5 separate regions of the Mus musculus genome follow, and regions 2, 3, 4 and 5 are each linked to region 1. The links are chromatin contacts, called in public ChIA-PET, HiChIP or PLAC-seq and promoter capture Hi-C maps. All regions are on one chromosome and are shown on one strand. Each heading gives the region's core, a stretch centred on a gene start, on an enhancer-like site or on the middle of the called end of the contact. The rest is flanking DNA. Distances are from core to core; before and after follow the strand shown.

Region 1 (5,053 bases), core at 1,630-4,129:
CCTGAGTTTAAATCCCTACCACTTTTATGACCTGGGAGTGGGAGTGTATGTTAGTAGGAGGGCCAGAATTTCAAGGCCATCCTGTAGTGGCTCATAAAGAGATAGAGAAGGGATGTGTTTGGTGGCTTTGCAACCAGGTGTGTGTGTGGGGGTGCCTCTGCGGGCCCATGCTGAGACATCCCTTCCTCCTGAGGGACCAGCCACACGATGGTATAGTATAAAACAGAGTTTATTCAGGGCATGGGGAGGGGAGCTGAGAGGGTAGTAGAGACAGAGAAAGGCAGAGAGAGAAAGAGTAGAGGAGTAGAGGCAGGCCATGAGCACGTGGGGAGAGAGGCAGGAGGGGAAATGGAGAGGGGTGGGGGTGGGGCAGGAGCAAGGGACGGAGGGAGAACAAGAAGGCAAGAGAGGGAGGAGGGGGCAAGCAGCCCCTTTTATAGTGAGTCAGGCACACCTGGCTGCTGCCAAGTAACTGCGGGGCAGAGCCTAGACAAAATGTCAACACACCCTTCACTACATAAGGGTTCAATGCCATCTTGGGTTACCTTGTAAGTTTGTTTTTGTTTTTTGAGACTTGGTCTCTCTGTCATATAGAGATCTACATCTAGACCTGGAACTGGACATGTAGCCCAGACTGGCCTCAAATTCCAGAGGTTCACCTGCCTCTGCCTCCAAAATGCTGGGACTAAAGTTGTGTGCAGCCATGCACTGCAGGTTGGGGTGGAGATCAGAGGTCAAGGCCCCACCGAGTTTTTGGTTTTCCTCAGTCACTCTCCACCTTAATTATCCAGGCCTTTCACTCCACCTGGAATTAAACTCTTGGCGACTGAGAGGAATCCTCCCCTCTCCATCTTTCGTGCTGGAGTTATAGACAGCGCTCTAAGTGCTGAGATTTTTACAGGTGCAGAGGAGGGGCATGTGGGTGAACTCGGCTCCTTATACAGAAGCCATCTCCCCAGCTCCTCTCTTTGTTTTCCTGAGAGAGGCTTCTCTGTAGCACAGGCTGGCCTTTAAACTACAAACCCTGGGTAGTGGCAAATTCTGTAAACCCAGCACATAGAAAGCTGAGTCAGGGGGATTGCCAAGAGGTGAAGGTCAGGGTGGAGAGGACTTTTTTGTAGAGTTGCCCCAGGTTCCATCCCAAACTCAGATAATCTAGGAGCCTGTAATCCCATTAATATGGGAGTGAGATGGACAGGGTTAGCCTGAGCTGCTCTATGGGCAGTGCACTCTAAAGTTTTGTGTGTGTGTGTGTGTGTGTGGTTTTTCGAAACAGGGTTTCTCCATGTAGCCCTGGCTGTCCTGGAACTACTCTGTAGACCAGGATGACCTCAAACTCAGAAATCCTCCTGCCGTTGCCTCCCAAGTGCTGGGATTAAAGGCCTGCGCCACCACTGCCCAGCTTTACTTTAAAAATTTATGTATGTATGTATGTATGTATGTATGTATGTGTATGAGCGCTCTACATGCCTGTATGCCTCCATAACAGAGAGCATAAAACAGAATAGGGCATTAGATCCCATTATAGATAGTTGTGAGCTATCATGTGGTTGCTGGAAATCAAATTCAGGACCGTGGGAGGGAGCAGCCAGTTGCCCTTAACTGCTGAGTCATCTCTCCAGATCCTTCATTGTCTCCAATGAAGAAGAAAGAAACAAAAGAAAGAAGGAAGAAGGAGAAAGAAGAGAAAATGAAAAAGAAAAAGCCTGGAATTGTGTGCTCTATGCCTTTGATCCCAGCACTCTGGAGGCAGAGGTCAGTGGGTTCAAGGTCAGCCTGGTGTACAGAAAACAGGAAATATATATGTGTGTGTGTATATATATATATATACACACACACATATACACACACACACATATATATAAAAAGATAAAATATACATACTGATACAAAATGCAAAGACATCTTTGGCTATGGTGAAACTTTGTCTGAAAAAAAGTAAAGATAAAAACAACAGAACACATTAAAAAGGAAAAGTAGGGGTTGGGGATTTAGCTCAGTGGTAGAGCAAGGCCCTGGGTTTGGTCCTCAGCTCTGAGAAAGAAAAAAATAAAAGACAAAATAAAAAGGAAAAATAATACAAAACAGATTTATCTTTTTCTCTCAACAATATGAGCTCCAGGAAGAAGAGATGACTTTTTTTTAAAGATTTATTCATTTATTATATGTAAGTACACTGTAGCTGTCCTCAGATACTCCAGAAGAGGGCATCAGATTTCGTTATGGATGGTTGTGAGCCACCATGTGGTTGCTGGCATTTGAACTCGGGACCTTCGGAAGAGCAGTCGGCGCTCTTAACCACTGAGCCAAAGAGATGACTATTTTATCATGAGCCAAACGGTGGCTAGCACATACAAAAATTTTGGGAAAGAGTTCTCTCTCTCTCTCTCTTTTTCCTCCCTGTGACAGGGTTTCTCTTTATAGCCCTGGCTGTCCGGGAACTCACTCTGTAGACCAGGCTGGCCTCGAACTCAGAAATCCGCCTGCCTCTGCCTCCTAAGTGCTGGGATAAAAGGCGTGCACAACCGCTACCCGGGCAAGAGTTTCCTGTCAAATCCAACGTAAACGCAAAGACCCTGTTCATGCAGGCACTTTTTGACAGGCTGCGGAAGGATATGCGACGTGGTGCATCACTTAGACGCATGCGCACAAGGTCCGGGAAGTGTAAGGAGAAAGGGCGGACCTTCCATAAGTGTCTCGCGGTCATAGGCGGTTAGCTAGAGCGCGAGGCTGAGACCGACCTAGGTCCGATCACGCATGCGCAGTACGACAGCCGGGCCGCGGATGTTTAGCCATTTCAGAATGAGTACAGTTTTGGCGCATGCGCAGTGCCCCTGGTAAGGCCTGGACTGCTGTGAGGGTGTCGTTTGACTCGTACGGCGCATGCGCATTGCGAAAGGCGGAGGGATTCGAGTCGTCTCCACTCCCAGTTCTGGTCGCGAGCTGAGGCCGCGCGGGTTGTGAGGAGAGGTCTGGTTTGCGCGCGCTGCGCGGACCACCGAAGCTACCTGACGCGGGCGCCGCCGAAGTGGAAGTCGGAGCGGGAGTTTTTGTTTGTGAAGGGCGGCCGCGAGGCCTGAGGCTAACGTCAGGCTGAGGAGAGCGCCGCGCGGTGAGTGAGTGGGTGAATGAGAGGCCTTAACGGGGAGTGGGGCCGCTACCCACAAGCCCTTGCGGGGTTCCCGAACCCTTTCCCCGCTGCTGTGGCCCGTTTCCCGGGTTAGTGCCTTTGACTTCTCCCTCTGCGTCCCCCATCCTTTACCCAGAGTTCTCTGGGCACTCCAGCCTTCTTTCCCTCAGGATCCCCCTCCCCCAATCTCCTGCGGTCCCCTACCCACAGGCCCTTGCGGTTTGTGTGTTGCCTTTTTTTCTCGCCTTTTTTTTTTTTTTTTTTTTTGGTCGCATCCTGGACCTCTACCCATAATTCCTTTCGTCTCTCGGCTCCTAGATATTTTACGCAGAGGCCCCTGGCTTCCTGGATATTATCCTTATGGCCTCCCTTGAAATCCCTACTTCATAATCTTAAAGGTATGAAGCGAGCAACCTCTAGAGCGCGAGGCTTCGACCTGGGTCCCACACCTCCTACTCCTTTTCCCCTTTGTTTTCTGTTACCAGCCTTAAGTTTTTCAGCTCTTACCAAGAGCTTTTCTTCAAGCAGATGTTGGTCACTCCCTTGACCAGGATAGCAGCATCCGTCTCCAAATCTCACACCTGTTTGTTTGTTTGTTTGTTTGTTTTGGGTGAAGGGGGCCTAAAAGAAAGCAGTGCTAAGTAAAGTATGCTAACATAACGTTTCTGGTCTTAGATTTGGCAAGATGACACAGTTTCTGCCTCCCAACCTTCTGGCCCTTTTTGCACCCCGAGATCCCATCCCATACCTGCCACCCCTGGAAAAGCTGCCACATGAAAAACACCATAACCAACCTTACTGTGGCATTGCACCATACATCCGAGAGTTTGAGGTGAGCATGTTGGGAGGGAGGGTTTAGCTCTGGATGGGGCAGGCTACCCTGAGGCATTCGGCTTCAAAACAGTTTTAGTTGTGTGGTTCACACATGTGGCTTTTACGTTTTCTGATCATGTTTTGTGCTTTTGTGTGCATTTTAATTTTTTTAATTATACTTTTGTATATGTGGGTGTATGTGCAAATCTGTGAATGTCGGAGGACAGCTTGAAAGAGGCCATTCTCTCCATCTTGTGGGTCCAAGAGATGAAGCCTAGGTTGTCAGGCGTGGCTGCAAGAGCCTTAGCCTGCAGAACCATAGTGCTAACCTCTTTTCGTTGAGTTTTGAGATACGGTTTTGCTGTGTAGCTTAGATCTTATGGCAGTCCTTTCTCAGTCATGTAAATGCTGCATGTAATGGGTGTGTGCTTCCAGGAGCGGCTCATTTCCTTGTAGGGTTAAGAATATCTTTTGTATGGATGTGGTAGTCCCTAGCCCAAGTGATTGGCCAAATTGGTTACATTGGCAATTGTGTCTCCACCCTGACTCCTAAGTCCCCAGACAGGGTTTCTCTGTGTAGCCCTGGCTGTTCTGGAACTCACTCTGTAGACCAGGCTGGCCTCAAACTCAAGAGATCTGCTTGCCTTTGCCTCTCCAGGGTTAGGTGATCCACCTCTGTCGATTTTGTTTTGTTTGTGGGTTGTTGTTGTTTTGACTCTTTGGCTGGGGGGTGGGGGGAATACATTCTTTCATGGTCTTGTAGATTTCTCCTTGTCACTAAGGCTAAACTTGAACTCTTGATGCTTACTGTACTCAAAGAGTTAGAATTATAAGTATCTGCCACTAACCCAGAAAACATAATGTTTAACGCATTGGTTAGGTTGGCCTTTAGCAAGAGGTAGCAGTAAGATGAAACCAGTAGAGAGCTGAGTCACAGAATTTATGTTAAAGGGTTTGGAATAAGGCAGTAAATATCAATGCTTGTCAATGTAGTTACTGTTTTTTTGTCTTTAAGAGGACAAGGTTGCGTAGACAATATGATTTAGCAGTAAAAGGTGATTGCTGCCAAGAAATCCGAGTTCTGTTCCTAGAATCCACAATATGGAAGGA
Region 2 (5,053 bases), core at 1,628-4,127, 440 kb before region 1:
TGCCGCCGCAGCCGCCGCCGTCGGGCCGCCACTGTGCCGCCTGGCTTTCGAGGACGAGAGCCCGCCCGCGCCCTCGCGCTGGCCGCGTTCTGACCCCGAGAGCCAGCCGCTGTTGGGTGGGGGCGCGGGCGGCCCGAGCGCTGGGGCCCCGACCGCACCACCGCCGCGCCGCGCCGCGCCACCACCGTGCGCCTACCTGGACCTCGAGCCTTCGCCTTCGGACTCCGAGGATTCGGAGAGCCTGGGCGGAGCGTCGCTCGGTGGCCTGGAGCCCTGGTGGTTCGCCGACTTCCCCTACCCGTATGCGGAGCGCCTCGGGCCGCCGCCCGGCCGCTACTGGTCGGTTGACAAGCTCGGGGGCTGGCGCGCTGGTAGCTGGGACTACCTGCCCCCGCGCGGCGGCCCCGCATGGCACTGCCGCCACTGCGCCAGCCTGGAGCTGCTACCGCCACCACGCCATCTCAGCTGCTCGCACGACGGCCTAGACGGTGGCTGGTGGGCGCCTCCGCCTCCACCCTGGGCTGCGGGGCCACCGCCCCGGCGCCGGGCGCGCTGTGGTTGTCCGCGACCGCACCCGCACCGCCCCCGGGCTTCGCACCGTGCGCCCGCCGCCGCACCGCACCACCACCGACACAGGCGCGCGGCGGGTGGCTGGGACCTCCCGCCGCCCGCGCCCACCTCGCGTTCGCTGGAGGACCTGAGCTCCTGCCCACGGGCGGCCCCCACGCGCAGGCTCACCGGGCCCTCGCGCCACGCGCGCCGCTGTCCGCACGCTGCGCATTGGGGGCCGCCCCTGCCCACCGCATCTCACCGGAGACACCGGGGCGGGGACCTGGGCACACGCAGGGGCTCTGCGCACTTCTCCAGCCTGGAGTCCGAGGTATGACGCGGCTCGGGCCCCCCACCCCCGCCGCCCCCTCGGTCAGCGCAGGCCACGACCCGAGGGGACGCGCTAAGTGGACAAGACCCTCATGGGTTGGGAAGGACAGAAACGGACCTGGCTGGACCTCGCCTGGAGCAGCGTCCTGCGCCCCACCCCCTTGCCTTGGGGGAACTATGAGCCAGAGGGGACTCGGTCGCCCAAATCTCACCCATCCTGAGAGCAAGGGGGCGGGGTTCTTGGAGCCCACCGACTCTTTTTTAAACCCGAAAAGGGCTTTTTAACGTCACCTGATTGGCGGGAGGTGTGGGGGGGTCACGCCGCGCCCCACCCCTACGCTCCGGGCCATGGCCCTCACATCACTGTGCAGCTCCCTAGCCCCAGACACACCTCTAGGGGAGCCTGTTTTTAACCTTTCATTCATCAGGACTCAAAACTGTGAGACGCGTATGCCAAACTGTGACTCCAGACCTTGGCCCCGCCACACAGAAACCCCTGACCCCAGACTGTGACTTCCAACACCTAAAATGATCATCTGACCCCAGACTGTGCCCCGACCAGACTGTGACCCTTCATGTCAGACCTCAATGACCCCTCCCTTTTAGATCCTTGTTGGCTCTGACCTATGACCTCTCCTCCACGAAAGTCCTACCTTTACCTGTCTCCCCCCACTCACCTACCACCCCAGATGCCACCAATCACATCTTCAAGTCCAGCCCTTATTTGTGACCCTTCAGTGATAATCCAGCAGACACTCCACCCCCAGGTCTCCTTTCCCAGATTTCAGCAGGGTCTGAGGCTGGGCTGAGAGGAGGGTCTGGGAGCCCACACCTGACCTTTCCTCCCCTCTCCCGCTCCTACACTGCAGTGTTTGGAATAAAACCATGTTTTTACGCCTCCTCAGTCCAAGCCTGAGTTCTGTGTCTGTCCCTTCAACTTCTCTGGAGAAAAATGGAAACTGAGAACTGAGTCCTTAGGGAGGACAGTCAGACAACAGAAACTGGGCTGGTGGTGTAGCGGAGGCAGGGTGTTGTAATATTCATAACACCCTGAGTTCAGTCCCCAGTCCTAGAAAACAGGAGATTGGGGAAAGCACAGTCAACCCCAGGAAGCGGCAAGAGTCCAGGGGAGAGGGGTGGAGAGGTGACAGGGCAGAGACAACACCCCCAAGAGTAGAGATACAAAAAGGGATGCACAAATTAGGACCAAATCTAGAGACCTACTCCTTGCTACTGGCAAGAATGATTTGATGGGTTATTTTATGCAAATGGAGAGTGGCCAACCCACGCCTTGAATCTCCTTAATCTCACCAGTGAGGATCTGTTTCCAATATTTCATTACTCCAATTAACCAAAACTCGGGTGTACATGGGTAGATAAAGAGAGCTGACTCAGTTGTAGCAGCAGCCTCAAGAGAGACTTTCTGATTAAGTGCCTGCTGACCAGAGCTGCCCTGGGAATGCCTGGTTGGGAAATGGTCTGCCCCTGGAGGATAGATCCAATCCACTAACTTATACATAATGTCCAGCCTGTCTACCCTAAAGCATTTTGAAATAATTTAAAACCATCATAACAAGGAGAGGAGAAGAAATCGGCCTTAAAGGTCCTCGGGGAACAGAAGCCCAGTCTCCTTGCCAGTAAGTGCTCGTTTACATACATGAATAATTAACTAAATGGAAAGACAACCCTGGGAATGAAAGGTGGAAGATGGAGAGGGCTCTGAAGCCGAGGACTTCTGTAGAACTACAACTCCCAGAAGGTCTTGCCATTGCTGCGCGGAAGAATTCCCCAAGGTCACACGAAAGACAAAATTGCTCCTAATATAAGTCTTCTCACTGAGCCAGGACGCGGTTACTTTGTGGCGGCCATCTCTCTGCGCATTACCTTCTTCTGGCTGGTTCACAGGTTTCCAAGGTAACAGTACAGTGGGACGGGTCTTAGACTGTGGGAGGTGAAACCCGGAAGTGACGCTCTCACTTCGCGTCCGGGGCAAGAAGGTTCGAAGATGGCGGCGCGCAAGGGCCGGAGTCGCACGTGTGAAACCGGAGAACCCATGGAGGCTGAAACCTGCGACCCAGGAACCGAAGGCCCATCCCAGGTCTACCTGCCCGGCAGAGGGCCGCCACTGAGCGAGGGAGAGGAGCTGGTAATGGATGAAGAGGCCTACGTGCTGTACCATCGTGCGCAAACTGGTAGGCAGAGGGACCTGACTCTCGGGTCCAGGGAAATGAAAGGCCTGTCTTGGGGTCTGGGGGACGAAGGGTCTGGAGTCTGAGGATTGTGACCCTGCAGACTGCCGGCCTTTGGAGGAGGTGGAGGCCGAGTTCCCAGTCTCTCGTTCCTACTCAGCAACTCTAATCTCCCCGCCCATCCCTAGGCGCCCCTTGTCTCAGCTTTGACATAGTTCGAGATCACTTGGGCGACAACCGGACAGAGCTCCCTCTCAGTCTTTACCTGTGTGCGGGAACCCAGGCGGAGAGCGCCCAGAGCAATAGGTGAGACCCAGGACCTTTGCAAGACATCCACAAGGCCCCACGCATTAGGGCTCTCTGCTAATGCCAGACCTAAAAGTCTGGGACCCCAGCCTCCCTCCTCCTTCAACATCCCGGCACTCAGTTTCTAACCCGTATTTGCTTCCCCAGACTGATGATGCTTCGGATGCACAATCTCCATGGCACCAGGCCGTCACCCTCAGAGGGCAGTGATGACGATGAGGAAGATGAAGATGAAGAGGATGAGGAGGAGCAGAAACCTCAGCTGGAACTGGCCATGGTTCCTCACTACGGTGGCATCAACCGAGTTCGGGTACAGTCTTTCCAGGGGCTTGTTAAGGATTCTCTGCAGCACACCCCTCCCCCTAGATCCAAATGTCTCTCAGTACCTCCTCCAGCCCCTCAGCTTCTCTCCCTCCCCCCTCATTTTCAGACATTTTCACTCTATGAGCTGATAAACAGATAATAAAGGCTGAAACAGCTCCTGATTGTGGTGAAACGCAAGGGTGTTACTGAGCTGTTGCTTAGGAACTGAGGCAGGATAGAATGAGTTCAAAGGCAGCTTAGTGGTAGAGCGCTCACCTCAAGTTCAATAAATAGAGCACTTTATGATCAGGTAGATGAGCAAAAAAGGGAGACGGTATACAAGGAGCATGTAGAGCAAAAGCCAACCCGTAGCTGGACCTGTCTCTGTTGGACCTGTATCTGTTACATTATTCCCAGAAGGTTTAGCCTGTAGACAGAAAGCTCTGGGCCCATGAACATAACATACTAGTGGGAAAGGGAACAAGAGAAAGCTTGTAGTTTGTTACAAGATGCTGAGTGTGGTAGTATAAGGGTGTTCCTAGGGTAGAGTTGTTTTTTGTAAATGGTGAATTTGAGGAGGACTGGGTAAGTCGGTGTTCTTGGACTAGAGACCTGCAGCAAGTGTCAGGGCTGGGGTGTTTGTGGAAACAGATTTGCAGAGAAGAAAAACGAAAGTGCCAAGACCCTGGGGTGCACCTGGCACACATGATTCAGAATCTCAGGGGAAACTGGAGAGGCGACTGTGTGTGGAGCAGAATAGACTAAGCGGGGACAGTGACAGATGTGCAGGGTGAGCGCCTGGAAGACTGGTTGCTTTGCCCTTGTGGGCTAATGTAAGTCTTGGTTTCTGCTTCAGGAGAAATTAGGAATAAGTGGAGGACGTAAAGTAGAGGAGTGATTGGTCTGGTACTTGTTTTCAGAGGCTCCCGCTGGCTTCTGTGTGGAAAATTGACTGCAGAGAGCCAAAAGTGTTTGATTACATAAGGAACAACTCACGGGAAGGGTGGCCACAGTACAGGTGGTTAGAAAAGTTTTGAGAGGCGCAGCGTAGATGGGTGTGAGGAAGGAGACAGCCAAACATGGGTCTCAATGTTTTAGACTGAAGGTGAATGTCTTAGTTAGGGTTACTAACGCTGTGATAAGATGCGGTGACCAAAAGTAACTTAGATAGGAAAGGCTTTGTTTGGCTTACACCTCCACATCACTGTTCATCACCAAAGGAAGTCAGGACAGGAACTGAAACAGCAAGAATGTGGTGGCAGGGACTGATGCAGAGGCCATGAAGGGGTGCTGCTTACTGGCCTGCTTGTCATGGCTTACTCAGCTTGCTTGTTTCAGTCTTTTTCATATTGTTTTGTTTGACAGGGTTTCTTTGT
Region 3 (5,053 bases), core at 697-3,196, 350 kb before region 1:
TGGACAAAATGGTTATTCCTTAGAAATCTCAGATTTATGGGATGTGAGCTTCAAACCAGGATGGATGCTGACCACTTACAGCCAGCCTCCTGCCTTTCTTCTCTGTGGAAATTTAACCAACTTTGATACAATGCTTTCTCCAGGTTAGACAGAGCCCCGAGTGCTTTACAAAATGCTACAAGGTAGCAGGCATTATATCCATCTATACACCAGAAAACCCAAGGCACAGAGAGCATCCCACAGTGAGCGTTCCTAAATGCCTTCTCCTCCATGTGTCTGAGTTTTACCTCAAAACCAAACTCTCGTTGTCAGCATTGTCATTACTGCTGTTCTAGGGCCTAGTGACACACCATACAGCCATGCCCATCCCTCACTGGGGAGTTCTAGGCAGAGGCTCTACCACTGAGCCACGTCGCCTGCCCCTCATTGGGTGTACAGGCTGGTTTTGTGTCAACTTGACACAGGCTGGAGTTATCACAGAAAAAGGAGCTTCAGTTGAGGAAATGCCTCCATGAGATCATGAGATCCAACGGTAAGACATTTTCTCAATTAGTGATCAAGGGGGGGGGGGCTGTGGGTGGTGCCATCTCTGGGCTGGTAGTCTTGGATTCTATAAGAAAGCAAGCTAAGCAAGCCAGGGGAAGCAAGCCAGTAAGTAATATCCCTCCATGGCCTCTGCATCAGCTCCTGCTCCCTGACCTGCTTGAGTTCCAGTCCTGACTTCCTTTAGTGATGAACAGCAATGTAGAAGTGTAAGCTGGAATGGGGATTCTAGGTAGGGGCTCTACCACTACAAACTTTCTTCTTTCTTTCTTTCTTTCTTCTTTTTTTTTTTTTTCGTTTTTCAAGACAGGGTTTCTCAGCCGGGCGTGGTGGCGCACGCCTTTAATCCCAGCACTCGGGAAGCAGAGGCAAGCAGATTTCTGAGTTCGAGGCCAGCCTGGTCTACAGAGTGAGTTCCAGGACAGCCAGGGCTACACAGAGAAACCCTGTCTTTTTTTTTTTTTTTTTCCGAGATAGGGTTTCTCTGTGTAGCCCTGGCTGTCCTGGAACTCACTCTGTAGACCAGGCTGGCCTTAAACTCAGCGATCTCCCTGACTCTGCCTGGGACTTAAAGTGTGCGCCACCACACCCCAGTGTCTTTTCCTTTTTGAGTCCAAATCTCCCTGTACTTTTGGAGTTGGCCTTTAGTTCTCTGTCCTCCTGTCTCAGCCTTTGGGAATGACCAGCGTGATGTGATCCACTGGTCTCACTCACAGAGGTCCCACCAGTCAGAGGAACGAAGCAGATGCGGCATCCAGAAGCCAGGCTGTTCTTAGGAACTTTTAGTGGGTGCGTTTCTTCAAAACAAAGCAATATGCTGTGGTTTCCTTTTCCCTCAAAACATGAAACCAAGGGTTGTAGCGTGGTGGTCGAGTGATAGCCTAATGTGTCAGCATCAAGGCTCAAGCTCCATCAGTACAAAAAAATCAGTAGATAAAATATGTGTCCCACATGAGCCTGGTGGCCCAAATCTGTCATCCTAGCTACTTAGGAGGCTGACACACAAGAATCAAAAGTTCAAGACCAGCCAGAACAGCTTAGTGAGACTCTGTCTCCAACAAATTAATAGAGGGCTGTGGGCGGGGCTCACAGTGCGGGGGGGGGGGGGATGGGGCGGGGCTCCGTAGTGGACCACTTCTTGCACCATTCTGAAAGGTCTAGGTTCAGTCTTCTCTTTGGAAACTCGGTTTCGTGGCTGCGTAAATGCGTCATGGCTTTGGGACAAACAGCTAGATCGTTTTAGCTTCTCGGTGAGTCATCGTGGGTTCTCACATGGGCTCTGCAGCGTGCAGCGTTGGCGGGGGCACCTGCCACCTTTGGCTTGGGTTCCTCGTTCGGAAAATGGCCTGATGACGTGGTGTCGCCCTCCAGGGTTGGGATGTGGAATAGACATAAGGAGAACACTTAGCTCCACTTTGCAGACATGAAGTACCCTTCCTCCTACCAGAAGCGTAGCTTTGGGCGAGTCACTCCCACCCTCCACGCTCAGCTTTCTACACCCATAGTGTGGGGGCGACAGTATGACATCACGGGACTGCTGTGGTGGAGTTGAAGTGGATCTACTCCTCAGGTGGACACACGGGGCTCAGAGAAAGGACACTCCTCACTGGCGTGTGAATGGAGGGCCCTGCGACTCTTGCCCACCTCCTTGGTCTTCTTTACACGTGCCCTTCCCCTCTTTCAGCTGGAATTTTGGAGGTGAATACTTCAGATACAAAGGTATCCCTTTTCCTGTCGGCATGTACTCACCGGAGAGCCTCAGTCTGGCTGAGAACACTAGCAACGTGCGGGACGACGACATCTTCATTGTCACCTACCCCAAATCAGGTACCGGTAGTGCTAGTCTGGGCTGGGGAGGAAGGGAGGAGAGAAGGGAGGAGGAAGGGGAGGAGCCTGCTTTGCAGAACCCGGCAGCTTGTCCTCTGCTAACAGTACCTTCCTTTGCACTGCGCACTAAGTCCCTGCTCCAGGGAGACTCTGAAGGCCTAGCTAATGTCCCCTCCCCTCTAGGGCTGCCACAGTGTCCCCAATCCTTCCCTGTCTCCCAAGCCTTCACAGCACTGAGTGCCACCAGCCGCGCATGGTTTGCTGGGTAATTTGTTCATTTTTGTTGAGAAAGGTTTTCATGTAGCCCAGGCTGGCCTTGAACCTCAGCTGGTCCTGCTGTCTCAGTGTCTCGGGTTCTGGAATGGCAGGTGTGTGCTGCTGGGCACAGTGTCACTGGGTAAACCTCTGCTTATCCACTGGAAGGTTAATCTGGCTCTCTCTGAGCGCTCTGTCTGCCCTGGCTGTTGCTTGTTCTCGGAACCGCGCGTGTCTGTGGAGGAGGTTCCTCATTTCGTGTGAATTCGCATGCAGACTACTCCACAGTCTTCACAGAGAAGGAAAGCCACTGCGCATTCTGCTTCTCTCTTTGTCGCTGTAATAGACCACCTGACCAAAAGCAACCGAAGGAAGACAGGCCCTGTGTGGCTTACACTTCCAGGCCCCAGCCTTATCACAGAGAAGCAACGCAATCAGGAACAGAAGCAGAAATCACACAGGATCCTGCTGTGACTGCCTGGCTCCTTAGAGCTTGCTCAGCTAACTCTATAAACCCCAGGCCCCTGCCCAGGAGGGGCACTGCCCTGAGTGGGCTAGGACCTTCTCTATCAATTAGCTATCAAGAGTGTGCCCCCGGGCAGCATATGTCTTTAATCTCAGCACTAAGAGGGCAGGGGCAGGTGAGTTCGAGGCCAGCCAGGGCTACATGGGGAGACAAATAGTAAATAAACAAAAAACATATTTAAACAAATAAACAATGATAAAAGAAGACAATCTATCACAAACATGTCCTCAGACCAATGGAGTCAACCCCCCAGCTCAGCTGAGATCTGGGTAATTCTGGGCTGTGCTGGCAGCTGAGGCGAACTAGGAGGGCTGGCTACATGGTGCACATCTGTAATCCCAGCATGTTGGAGGGGAAAGTAAGAGGGTCGGAGTTAAAGGTCATCCTCAGGTACAGACTGGGTTCGAGGCCAGCCTGGTCTACAGAGTGAGTTCCAGGACAGCCAGGGCTACACAGAGAAACCCTGTCTCAGAAAACCAAAATCAAGAAAAAATAAAATAACAAACAAACCAACCCAAAAAAGCCCTAACTCACCCCACCGAGTACAAGTATGAACCTTATAGATATCATGCTAAAAAAAATGGAGCCAGACACAAAAGGAATTACATGGGGCCCTTAAAATAGCCATGCTTGGTGGGGGAGGGGGGGAGCAGCTAGGGCGGTAACAGGAGTGAGATGGGGGCAGGGTGGGTGGGGCAGGGCCTACCTAAGGTGAGAAATGAGAGCATTTTTTTGTTTTGTTTTGTTTTTTTGTTTTTTGTTTTTTCAAGACAGGGTTTCTCTGTGTAGCCCTGGCTGTCCTGAAACTCACTCTGTAGACCAGGCCGGCCTGGAACTCAGAAATCCACCTGCCTCTGACTCCCAAGTGCTGGGATTAAAGGCATGCGCCACCACTGCCTGGCGAGGGCATTTGTTTAAGGATTGCAGTTTCTGTTGGAAAAAGGACAAGTTTGTTTTGTTTTGTTTTTTTGTTTTGTTTTTTTTTTGGGGGGGGGGTGTCAAGACAGGCGTGACTATTGCAAAACAACATGGTTGTCTTTAAATGTTGCCAACTCAACCTGGAACTTAAAATAGTCACAATGATGAGGTCCCCAGTATAGGGTTTCAAGAGCATAGAGAGGCAGCCGGCACAGGAGTGACCCCACCCTCTGCAGGGAAAATCACACACGCACACACGCGCACACACACACACACACACACACACACACACACACACACACACGCAGCCATGGATTGCGGGGCGGGACTTCCTTGCTCCTGTCTCCAGATTCAGCTTCACTGAAGAGGTCCTGAGACGTCCTGGTGGAGGGCTCTTGTCATTGTATATCCCCTAAAAGGCTCACAGATCAGGCTGGCGAGATGGCTAAGCGGGTAAGAGCCCTGACTGCTCTTCTGAAGGTCCTGAGTTCAAATCCCAGCAACCACAAGGTGGCTCACAACCACCTGTAATGAGATCTGACACTCTCTTCTGGTGTGTCTGAAGACAGCTACAGTGTACTTACATACAATAATAAATAAATCTTTGGGCCTGAGCGAGCAGGGTCCTGAATTCAATTCCCAACAACCACACGAAGGCTCACAACCATCTGTACAGTGTACTCATATACATAAAATAAATAAATCTTAAAAAAAAAAAGGGCTCACAGATCGCTAGTCGCATGTCGCAGCTAAGAACAGTGTAGGGCAATTATATTCCTCTGGCGCCCTCTCCTGGTCGTTGAGAAAGGTAGCTAGAGCTAGGGAGAGCGAGAGCCTCTCCACTGAGGCTGAGCCTCTCTGACTCCAGCTCCTTTGCAGAAAGGAGGATTCAAGAGATTCAGATCCAAGACAGTGACACAGGCCTGCTGTTTTTGCTAGGCCAGAGTCTGAGGAAGGAGGGGCCTTAAGGCCAGCCTGGGCAGC
Region 4 (5,053 bases), core at 1,569-4,068, 330 kb after region 1:
GGAGAAATAAGGCACAGCATATCTCATACAACAGACTGTTCATCTGCAAACAGGCCATAACAGGGACAGACCTAGAAACAACACAGTGCGGGAGAGAAGCCAGTCACAAAAGCCCAGCCGATTAGGCAAATGCATACGAGTTTAGAGACTGCCAAGAACTGGGGGTGAGAAAGACTAAGTGGCAAAGAATGTGGGACAAGATCTTTCTTAGGGGGTGTTAACCATGTCCAGTTTGAGAGGGTAGTTCATGTAGTCCAGGCCTCGGATTCTCTATGCATCTGAGGATGACCTTGAACTGTTGATTGTTCAGCCTCTACCTACTGAGTAATTACATCTCTGAAGCAGCTTACTGCCTGCTGCCCTTGGAGGCCAGAAGGCATTCAATTCCTCAGGACTGAGGGGAGTGCAGGTGTGGTACCACACCCAGAGAACATGCTCTAAAATTGTTAGTGGTGATGTCAGTACAATTCTGGGCGTATACTACAAACCACTGAATTGTTTGCTCTAAGTGGGTAAAGTATACAGTATGTGAAATTATATCCCAATAAACCTCATTGAAAATAAGAACATGAGCCAGGAGTGGGGACTGCATGCCTTTAATTTCAGTACCAGGTTGTGCATCTCAAGAAACAAAACAAAACAAAACAAAACAAAAAACAAACAAAAAAAACAAAAAACAAATTAAGAAGCTGGAGAGATGAGGCAGTGGCTAAAAGCACTGGCTGTTCTTCCAAAGGACCTGGGTTTGATACCTAACACACACATGGCAGTTCACAACTCCAGTTCTAGGGGACCTAATGGCCTTCTGGGCTCTGTAGACAGTGCATTCACATGGAGTGCACAATCATAAAAACAGGCAAAACCCTCGTTTACATAAAATAAAAGGAAAGCATTTCTTTTCTTTTCCTTTCCTTTTCTTTTCAGGATAGTGTCTCACTATGTAGCCCTGGCTGGTCTCAAACTCAGGAAAATCCATCTACCTCTGCGCCCAGTTCTGGGATCAAAGATGTGTCTACCATACCCCTTTAAATAAATCTCCTTCTGGGGGCTTTCAAATGTCCTACGTTCTTTGTGAATTTTACATCATGCACCCTAATCCCACCCATCCCCCCCCTCGTTACTTTAAATAAATCTTTTTTTTTTTGCCACTGCCCAGCTAATAAATCTTAATCTCCTTAGAGATATTTAGTGAAATTCGATGCAGCCTGGACTACATGTCACCTTGCCTCAAAAAAATACAATAATCGTTGGGGTGGTGGCGCACGCCTTTAATCCCAGCACTTGGGAGTCAGAGGCAGGCGGATTTCTGAGTTGGAGGCCAGCCTGGTCTACAGAGCTAGTTCCAGGACAGCCAGAGCTACACAGAGAAACCCTGTCTCGAAAAGCCAAAAAACAAAAACGAACAATGGGGCGGGGGGGGGGGGGTAATAAGTGCTAGGTGTGGTGGTGCACACTTTTAATCTCAACACTTGGGCGGCAGAGGTTGGCGGATCTTTGTGAGTTTGAGGCTAACTACATAGCGAGTTCTATAACAGCAAGGGCTACATACTGAGACTCGGTCTCAAGCAGAATAAAATATTTTAATTGCTTCAAGGAACCTTCAAGGGTCCAAACCACTACTGCTCATTCCCCTCCTCACCATTGTCTAGAAATCCGACCTCAACTCTCACTAACACAGGGAACCCCAAGTTCCCCCTCACTTGGTCCGCATCACTCCTCTACTGCGGAACTACATTTTCTACAACCAGCCAGGATGAGGGAGACAGTACAAGGCATCCTGGGAAATGTAGTTCGTCTTCCAACCTAGGCGTTCAAGAGCGCTGTTAATGATTGACAGGGATTCGGAGTGCGAAACCTTATCCTACCTCCCTCAGAACTGCAAATTTCTCCCACAAGAAGGAAACTTGGCGACGCGACCCCTCACCGCCTGCAGCTTACCTCAAGAGCGGTTATCCGGCTTGTCGTTGCTTCAACTACGTCCCGAACCGGAAAAAGAGTACTGTTTTTAAACTCTACTCCTCCTACTTCCGCCCGACAGGAGGAGACCGGAAATAATTCTGCCCCTAGTCGCGGAGGCGCTTCGCCTGGCTTGGTAAGTGCTTTCTTCTTCTCTTCCATCCCCCCGGAAACGTGAGTGACTACTCGAAGGTTCCGGTGAGCGAAAGTGGTTTGACTCTGGGAGACACCCTAGCCTGTTCTAGGCATTACCCAGAGCGGGGCAGTTGCTTTGAGTCTCTTCAAGTTTGAGTTTGGAGACTTAACTCTGTCACCCGAAGAGACTGATATCCAGTTCCCCAAATATATTACTTATTTTTTCCCCCATTGCATCTTAAGAGTCGATAAGTGAGAACTCTTTCCCCTATTATAGAAAAAACAATTTTCAAAGATCTCGAGACTAAACTGTTCAAGTTATCCTCAGGAAACAGATTTATTGTGGTACCGCCCAGTTATTCTAGGAACCAAAGAATTCCCTTCCCACCAGTGTGTAGATCTCTTGAGACCTAAGATTTATTTTCCTGGCTCTGCCAAGTCGTCTGTAGAGAGAGACTCGGGCTGGACAAGTAGGGAAGAGGAGACTCTAATAAAGCCCCCTAGATCCCTCCATGGTGTCGGAAAGCCTTGTTTCTTCTGTGTGGGGCCGTGGCACTGAAGACCTTGATCCTATGGTCCCTTTAAGTACTTTGTCCCTTACCTGAGTCCCTCCCAAAGAAGGTAATCAGTAGCCCCGCCCCCTCGCCAGTAGCCGGCTCGGGCCTAGTAACCCAGGAGGAGCTCCCCTCCTCTCCTCCCCTCCCCTCTTGCCTACCCCTTTGCACAGCTGGCTACTCTGACCCAGAGGGCCTTCGTTAAAGAAGAGAGGCAGAGCTCCCAGCCCTGGCCAGGTAAGTGGGTGCATGCTCCCCGAGAAACTCCTGGGCAGAGGATCTGGTGTCCTGATTCCCCACGTTATTGGGATCTAGAAACTTGGGACCCAAGCTCTAGGCTGTGGATCCCCAGGGCTCTGTCTCCTCAAGCCTTCAAGACCTAGAAATATACGACCTGATCTGTCGTGTAGTCTCTGATCTCTGAGGCTCGATGAGGCAACAGGTAGAGGGAGGCTGACTTGGAATGTAATCTGCTGGGCTGGAAGGGAAGAGGGTTGATGATGAGCTTGTTTAAATGCCTACTGTGTGTTGTCAGGTTTGTGATAGGTAGAGAAAGCAAGCCTCAGCAACTGTGTGCTTATCATTGTCACCTCCAAAGTCCTCCTCTGACATTCGAAAACCTGGTACAATAGGCAAATGACTTTACTACCTGGTAACACGTTCTTCACCTATAAAAATGGCAGGAGTAATAGGACTGGCTTGAAAATTAAGATGAGCCAGGCAGTGGTGGCACACCTTTAATCCCAGCGCTTGGGAGGCAGAGGCAGGCAGAGTTCTGAGTTTGAGGCCAGCCTGCTCTACAGAGTGAGTTCCAGGACAGCCAGGGCTACACAGACAGAGAAACCCTGTCTTGATAAAGTCCTGAGTTGATAAAGACCCACGGTGTCTGGCATGGGACACGAGTTGGTTACTTGCTTTTATCATGATGGCAGAGTGCGGGCAGGGAGTCCTGGCCTCCTAACTCCGCTGCAGCATTTGTCATCTGGGAGTCCACACAGTATGAGGGGCCGTCCTTCCCTGCTCTTAGTCTATATGGGATTGGCCACCTGCCTGGACACCTCACCTCACAGAGAGCAAAACCAAGGTGAGTGTTTGAGTCTCTTCAAGTTTGAAGGTGAGTGTTTGGAGAAGAGCCTTGCAGAGGTTTAGTTCTGCCTCTCCCTAGCCAGGAGACTTCCTAGATTCCTGGACCCGGACGCTTCTCCCTCAGATCCTAGGGTCTGTGCCCCGGCTTCTCCCCTCAGATCCACATGGTCACCCCCTGCTTCAGAAGTAGAGTTCCAGACTCCAGTCTTCCTCCTTCATGCCCAATGGTGAAAACTCTGTCCCCTCTTGCTCAGGGTTCTCCAGGCCTGGTCCGTACCCCTAGGACCCCATAGTTCTTTGTCTTCTTTGTCCTCTATCCTAAGGACTCTGCTTTTGACTCTGATGTCCTTAGTTCTTGACATCTTCCTGGATGCCCCAGAGGCCCAGAGTTTCTTAGTTGGCCGCAGGCGTTTTCCTCGTGCTAACCACTGGGACCTGGAGTTGCTGACCCCTGGGAACCTGGAACGGGAGTGTCTGGAGGAGAGGTGCTCCTGGGAGGAGGCCCGGGAGTACTTTGAGGACAACACACTGACGGTGAGGGCCTCAGAGGACCCTGGCATCGAGGGCCTGTCCGCCTTCTCTAGGTGTTAAGGATCACAGGCTCCAGCCTTCAGCTCCCTCCTCACCTCCATGGGGTCTCCTATGTCAGGGTGGACTGGTGGGGTGGGGGCGGGGCATGACTTTTCGTGTTCAGTTGCTATCTTTTCCTTCTCTTCTCTAACCCTAGGAGCGCTTCTGGGAAAGCTATACGTACAATGGCAAGGGAGGTGAGTGATGCTTCTCAGCCCTCTCGTCCTGTGTTGGGGAAGCAGCCTTTAGCCCTGGAGTTCAATCCAACATCCCCTCCACACATACAGGACTACCTTCCCTCCAATCCCATGCTGTTCGGGGATGACTGACAAGGTGTCTCCTCTGTTTCCACAATGGCCCTTGTCTGAGAAACCCAGCACACGGATGGTGTTCACATTCATAGGAGGACCCCCGAGTCCTCAGGTGGGGGACTTGTGGGTGAGCAGATGATAGAGTTATTGTCAGAGGGACAAACTCACCTGCGGCCCTTCTTTAGAGTCCAGAGCCCCAGCCCCTTACAAGCATCTTGGTTGCTAGTGGGGCTGTTACCTAGCAACAGAGCTAAGGCAGGAAGCCTGGTCATTCTCACCTGTCCAGTTTGCCCACCCTAGCCCCTCCTCTGAATTCTAAAGCCCTCATCTTGGCTTAAGCTTTGTTGCTAAGGGGGGCTGCTCCTTAGCAACAGGGCCCTGGCCAGGCCAGACAGAGGAAGCCAGAAACACTACCTGGCTTCCTTCCCCTCCCCCACAGCT
Region 5 (5,053 bases), core at 1,612-4,111, 270 kb before region 1:
CGGAACTGAACCCTGGTCCTCCATAAGAGCCGTAAGTGCACGTATTGCTCTCCAATCCCTATTTTTATTATTTTAAATTACACGTACATATGTTTGTGTGTATGTTATGTACACATGAGTGCAGGTGCCTGTGAAGACCAGCAGAGGGCACCAGATCCTCTGTATCCTGAGTTCCAGTTGTGAGCAGCCCAATGTAAAAGCTGGTTACTGAACTGTGGTCATGTTCTTAATCCCCCGAGCCATCTTTTCAGGCCCTCCAGAAATTTTTTAAAATTAATTGTTTAGGTTACCGTCTAAAATAATTTTATACTTATATATTATTGCATTTGTTCCTGGGAGTTTTGTTTTTGTTTTTGTTTTGTTTTTGATTTTTTGCTTTGAGTTTGGTGTTAATTAATTAATTTTGTTTCATTTCTTTTTATTTTTTTGAGATAGGGTTTCTTTGTGTATTCCTAGCTGTAGGAACTTGCTAGGAATTCCTAGAACTTGCCTCAAACCTAGAGCTCCTCCTGGGTCTGCTTCCCCAGTGCTGGGGATAAAGGCGGGAGCCATCACTGCTGGGGATAAAAAGGCGGGTGCCATCACTGCTGGGGATAAAAAGGCGGGTGCCATCACTGCTGGAGATAAAAAGGCGGGTGCCATCACTGCTGGGGATAAAAAGGCGGGTGCCATCACTGCTGGGGATAAAGGCGGGAGCCATCATTGCTGGGCTAGGTTTTTGTTGTTTTAACATTTGTTCAATTGTATGGAGCTAGAGTTGCAGTTAAATCTGAGGCTGCCCTTGCCCACTCCAACACCCAAAATACACACTGGAAAGTGCACACAGGCCCTGTGCATAAGCAGAAAGAACTCTCAACTGCTGAGCCATCTCTCCATCACAGGATCATGGGGTTTTGAGACAGGGCCTCCCTCTGTAGCCCTGGTTTGCCTGGAACTCAGTATGGAAGGCTAGCCTCAAATTTGGTGTGTCTTACTGCACCTGCCACCTGAGTCTGTGCTTACAGGCCTGGGCCATTCATTATACCTTGGTGGACAGAAGTTTAAGAAAGAAAGGAAGGAAGGAAGGAAGGAAGGAAGGAAGGAAGGAAGGAAGGAAGGAAGAAACAAACTAGAATTGGGGGTGGTAACTTGGTGGTGATACAACCAATCAGCACAAATGGTGTACCATTCAATCCCTTGTAGCAAAAATAAAAATTGCAAATAGTAAAAAAATTGCTGGGTGTGGCTGTTGTAAGTTCGGCAGCCTGCCAGCCTGGTTTTGAGTAACTCATTGGCAGCAGCTTATGTCATCGCCATTGCCTGCCAAAGACAGGTGCAGCACATCTCCAGTATTAGAGCGCTGAGAGTTGCATAGCAACAGCGCCCCTCTAAAGGCGCGCGCGTGCGCGCGCGCACGCGCTCTCTCTCTCTCTCTGTTAGTTCTCTATGTCTCTCTCAGTATCTGTCTCTCTCTCTCATGTCCCCACTCCAAATTGGCCTTTTGCTCTCCCAGAGCAGAGGAAAGGTACCCTTTTTGTCACTTTATCCTAATATTGGTGGCACTTCTTTAATGCTAGCACTCAGGAGGCAAATGGATCGCTGGGAGTTTGAGATCAGTCTGGCCTACATACATAATGAGTTCTGGCACAGGCAGGGCTCTAGAGAGACCCTGTCTCAAAACAAACAAGCAAACACACAAAACAAACAATAACAGAACGTGAACAGAAGTGACAAGAACTGTTTTTTGTGTGGCCTTGGCCAAGCCTCAGCTTGCCTGGCTTCAGATGGCTGTGTGACTTCAAGGGAGTTACTTTCCCTCTCTGTACTTGGCTTTCTCCTGTGCACATAGATCTATTAAGCGTGCATAGTATTAGGGATGCACACTATATTCATCTTAGTACTTGAGAGGCAGAAACAGGTAGATCTTTGATTTCAAGGCCATCCAGGGTTACATAAGTTCCAGGCAAACCAGGGCTACATAGTGAGACCCTGTCTCAGAGCTAAAGAGAGTCAGCCATAGGGGGTGAGTGTATGGTTCATGAGGCCTGTACTCAATTTCCTACATACCAAAAGGGAAGGGGAAAAAAGAATCTTTGTATACTGTTGGCTCTCAAGTTCACTCATTTGGTGAAGCTGTGCTGAGCAAGCATGTGGACCAGAGTTCAATACCCAGACCAAGGAAAGCCCAGGGGTGAGGGAATGACTCAGCCCACAGAGGCTACACACATAAATAAAAATAAAATATTTCTTTAAAAAAAAAAAAAAAGAAAGAAAGAAAAGCTTCAGAACCAAAGAACCGAAGAGTTGGAATGTGTGCTGTGTGGGCCTGAGGACCCGAGTTCAATTCCCCGCACATGCACAAAAGAAGGTGAAGAAGAGAGTCAGTAAGATGGCTTCGCAGATGAAAGCACCTACCTCCCAAACCTGAAGTCGTGATGCTGTAATACTAGCTCTCCTGCAGTGAGGGGGGACAGAGAGAGGAGCGCCATGCAACAAAAGCCCTCAAGTCACCCAGCTTGAGATACACAACATGGCAGCCACAGAGGAGACTCCGACCAGGTCGGAATATGAGGACATCCAAAAGTAGAGTAGTCCTCAGGACTCCACACGTGTGCTCTTTTTTCCTTTTTTAAGTTGAAAAGCACCTGCTAACAGGGTAGACAGCCACACACACACACACACACACACACACACACGTGCACGCATGCATAAAAATCCAAAAAAGTGTTGTTGTTGTTGTTGTTGACAGAGGTTGAGGCTCTTGGGAATCTGCAGGAGAAGGCAGGGCTGGACTGTGTCAATTTCTTCAAACTGCCCCTCCTGGCTATCATCCCAGCAGGCACCTGAGAGGAAGCTAACCTTTGACTGCCTCCTCCGGGTCCAGCCTCTCTGGTTCTAGGATGTCAGCAGGTACACCCTGGGTGGAGTTTCTATCCAGGGCTGTGGTTAAACTCAGGAAGTTTCCTTGGTCCTGAACGAAGAGCCAAGCTGGAAGATACACACTGCCGTCCAGTCCGCAGAGCCACGCTGCGGTTCGTCCATTCCTAGGTCATTTCCCTGTTACCACAGCCAGAAGAGGTGAGTACAGGTGAGGAGGTTGGGGGCAGGTCCCCTGAATCCTGACGAGCCCTAGGGATCCAGGAACTGGATGCATTGGTCTCTGACCCCACCCCAGGGCTCTCTGGAAGGAGATGCCATTGCTGAGAAGAGACCCTGGTTCTCCCAGACTCTGGAGTCCCAGCCTCAAGTCCCCAGCTAGTTCCTTCAGGTCCTGAGTCCTCCAGATCCCGGGATCCCAGACCTTAGTTTTTCCAGTCCCTGGGTCTCCCAAGCTCCCGGCTCACCAGCCCTGTGTTCGCCCAGCACCCCCATAGCCCTACTCCCTGCACACCGACTACCATCCTGCCCTGCTGGTTGACCTCTTAACCCCAATCTCCGCTTCACCTCTCAGATCCTCAGCTCTCTCCCTGCTACTGATTCCAGTAACAAGAGTAGATGAAAGGCAGAATTGGGCTGGATGTAACCGGATTTTCCTGTTCCCGTATCCTTGGCTTCCATATCAGCCTAGGGGGCCCTCAGAAACCTGCAGCTGTCATGGGGGGCAGGGGGGGGGGAGGATCCCGATCCTCTGTTGGAGATTTCAATGTGGCAGCTACTCTGATAAACTGCCCTGAGACTCCTAATGCCAGTGTTCCTTGGCACAGGGACAGAACAGGAAGAAAGCGGTGCCAGTCACAGGAATGGCACTGATGGGGTGGAGCCAGCCATGTACCTGGCTCCTGTCTCTGAGCTGATGTGGAGGGGATGCTGGGGGCAGGGCGCTCTGGGTGGAAAAGGCAGTTCTGAGGACACAGGCTAGAAAGAGGTGAGTGCAGCGGCTTATGCTTGTCATACTAGTATTCAAGACGCTGAGGCAGGAGCATTGCTAAGTTAGGTATCAGCCTGGACTACATCGAGAGAGCTTCTCTCTCTGCTTCTAGGGAACTGGAGAAGGATTCTTCCTTCAAAGCTGGGACCTCTTTCCAGCATACCGCACCCCTCCAACAGAAGGTAAACTGAGGCTAGGCACATGGTAATTGATCTTCCTGACCACAGAGATCAAAGAGAGAGTCTAAGCTCCTCCCATTGCCTCCTCAGCCTTGGACTGGAGCCAAACTGCTGCTCTACAGTCCTCCATGGCTTCAGCTTCCAGTCCTCCCACAGTCCTTGGTCTTCCCAAACTCACCCAAGTGCCTACCTAGCCTTTGGATCACAAGTGATGTGAATCTGGCTCCCTTCCTTAGCGGCAGTCTGCTGTCCCCTGAGAAGACGGCAAAGGCGACTGAACATGAGTCTGTAGTCCCCGAGCAGCTCCGGGTGTCAGCATTGTGCTCCTATAAAGTGAATCAAAGGCCAAGGGCATGGCTCTGGCCATAACCCACCCTTTTTTCCGGCTTTTCTAGGTAGGGTTTCCCTGTGTGCGGCTGGCTGCCCTAGAACTCACTCTGTAGACCAGGCTGAAATCCGCCTGCCTCCTGTGTGCTGGGATTAAAGGTGTGCGCCACTTGCCTGAGCCCCACAGTCCCCATCTTTTCCCCAAAGTTGGATATGACCTCACAGCAGGCTCTGACCTTTCTTTGCCCTTTGGTCTCCCTGCCATTGCTTCCCTTCCTGAGGGATGGGAAGCAGCAGAGAGGCAGCCTGAAGTCCTTCGTCCAGAACAGCCTCCTTTCCTTGTTCTCAGAGGCCAGACAAGCCTTCCTGTGTTCCTGTTTGCAGGAGGAGACTCAGAGCCCTCAGATCAAAAGCCCAGAGATTAGCAGGTTGGATTTCAAAGTGTGTTTTTCCAGTGTTTTCCCACCGTAGAATTGGTGCCAGGATGAGCTTGGTGGAGCAGACCTGACATCCCAGATACCTCAGAGGCTGAAAAAGAAGGGCACAGTCCAAGGCCAGGCTAACTGAATGAATTCAGCCTGGGCAACTTAGTGAGACCTCGTCTATAAAGTGGGGGTATGGCAGCTCCAAGGTAGGGTTAAGAAGAAGGACTTTAGTGTAGATATGAGAGAGAATAGCCAGAGAGTCCAGAGAGTCCAGG

The links. ChIA-PET counts read pairs in DNA pulled down with a chosen protein or histone mark. HiChIP or PLAC-seq counts read pairs in DNA pulled down with a chosen protein or histone mark. Capture Hi-C pulls out chosen DNA fragments and counts their contacts.
Region 2: a FOXA1 HiChIP or PLAC-seq map of pancreatic cancer cells shows a contact between it and region 1. The contact joins the promoter of Grwd1 here to the promoter of Snrnp70 in region 1. A contact is called at or near these places in 4 of 39 promoter capture datasets (hippocampal neurons, liver and pre-B cells), 1 of 115 datasets of contacts at active chromatin or transcription factors (pancreatic cancer cells) and 1 of 9 other capture datasets (pancreatic islet).
Region 3: a contact with region 1 is called in an RNA polymerase II ChIA-PET map of effector CD8 T cells, with 21 read pairs. The contact joins the promoter of Sult2b1 here to the promoter of Snrnp70 in region 1. A contact is called at or near these places in 2 of 115 datasets of contacts at active chromatin or transcription factors (effector CD8 T cells and microglia).
Region 4: a contact with region 1 is called in a promoter capture Hi-C map of liver, with 2.6 times the contacts expected there. The contact joins the promoter of Prrg2 here to the promoter of Snrnp70 in region 1. A contact is called at or near these places in 11 of 39 promoter capture datasets (the C10 cell line, the HPC-7 cell line, cranial neural crest and 7 more), 5 of 484 Hi-C or Micro-C datasets (B cells, CD4 T cells, cerebellum and 2 more), 9 of 115 datasets of contacts at active chromatin or transcription factors (effector CD8 T cells, embryonic basal ganglia, embryonic hindbrain and 5 more) and 4 of 9 other capture datasets (adipose tissue, liver, macrophages and 1 more).
Region 5: a contact with region 1 is called in an HNF4G HiChIP or PLAC-seq map of pancreatic cancer cells. The contact joins the promoter of Fut2 here to the promoter of Snrnp70 in region 1. A contact is called at or near these places in 4 of 39 promoter capture datasets (cranial neural crest, liver, macrophages and 1 more), 2 of 115 datasets of contacts at active chromatin or transcription factors (microglia and pancreatic cancer cells) and 3 of 9 other capture datasets (adipose tissue, macrophages and pancreatic islet).

What each region holds. Positions count from the first base shown.
Region 1 is chr7:45,393,568-45,398,620 of GRCm38.p6, reverse strand. Snrnp70 (small nuclear ribonucleoprotein 70 (U1)) reads left to right here and starts at 2,879. Exons shown (of 10, transcript NM_009224.5): 1 at 2,879-3,112; 2 at 3,806-3,962. The coding sequence starts at 3,816.
Region 2 is chr7:45,828,613-45,833,665 of GRCm38.p6, reverse strand. It overlaps Grwd1 (glutamate-rich WD repeat containing 1), which reads left to right and starts at 2,877. Exons shown (of 7, transcript NM_153419.2): 1 at 2,877-3,071; 2 at 3,257-3,374; 3 at 3,522-3,684. The coding sequence starts at 2,885. It overlaps Grin2d (glutamate receptor, ionotropic, NMDA2D (epsilon 4)), which reads left to right. Exons shown (of 12, transcript NM_008172.2): 12 at 1-1,183. The coding sequence ends at 886.
Region 3 is chr7:45,739,371-45,744,423 of GRCm38.p6, reverse strand. Sult2b1 (sulfotransferase family, cytosolic, 2B, member 1) reads left to right here and starts at 1,946. Exons shown (of 6, transcript NM_001360784.1): 1 at 1,946-2,370. The coding sequence starts at 2,064. Gm31597 (a long non-coding RNA gene) reads right to left here and starts at 2,462. Exons shown (of 3, transcript XR_391433.4): 1 at 2,293-2,462.
Region 4 is chr7:45,059,417-45,064,469 of GRCm38.p6, reverse strand. It overlaps Prrg2 (proline-rich Gla (G-carboxyglutamic acid) polypeptide 2), which reads left to right and starts at 2,818. Exons shown (of 7, transcript NM_022999.1): 1 at 2,818-2,882; 2 at 3,578-3,729; 3 at 4,084-4,265; 4 at 4,459-4,498. The coding sequence starts at 3,645. Nosip (nitric oxide synthase interacting protein) reads right to left here and starts at 2,041. Exons shown (of 9, transcript NM_025533.3): 1 at 1,939-2,041.
Region 5 is chr7:45,664,202-45,669,254 of GRCm38.p6, reverse strand. It overlaps Fut2 (fucosyltransferase 2), which reads left to right and starts at 2,861. Exons shown (of 3, transcript NM_001271993.1): 1 at 2,861-3,057. Gm39008 (a long non-coding RNA gene) reads right to left here. Exons shown (of 5, transcript XR_882068.2): 3 at 2,839-4,352.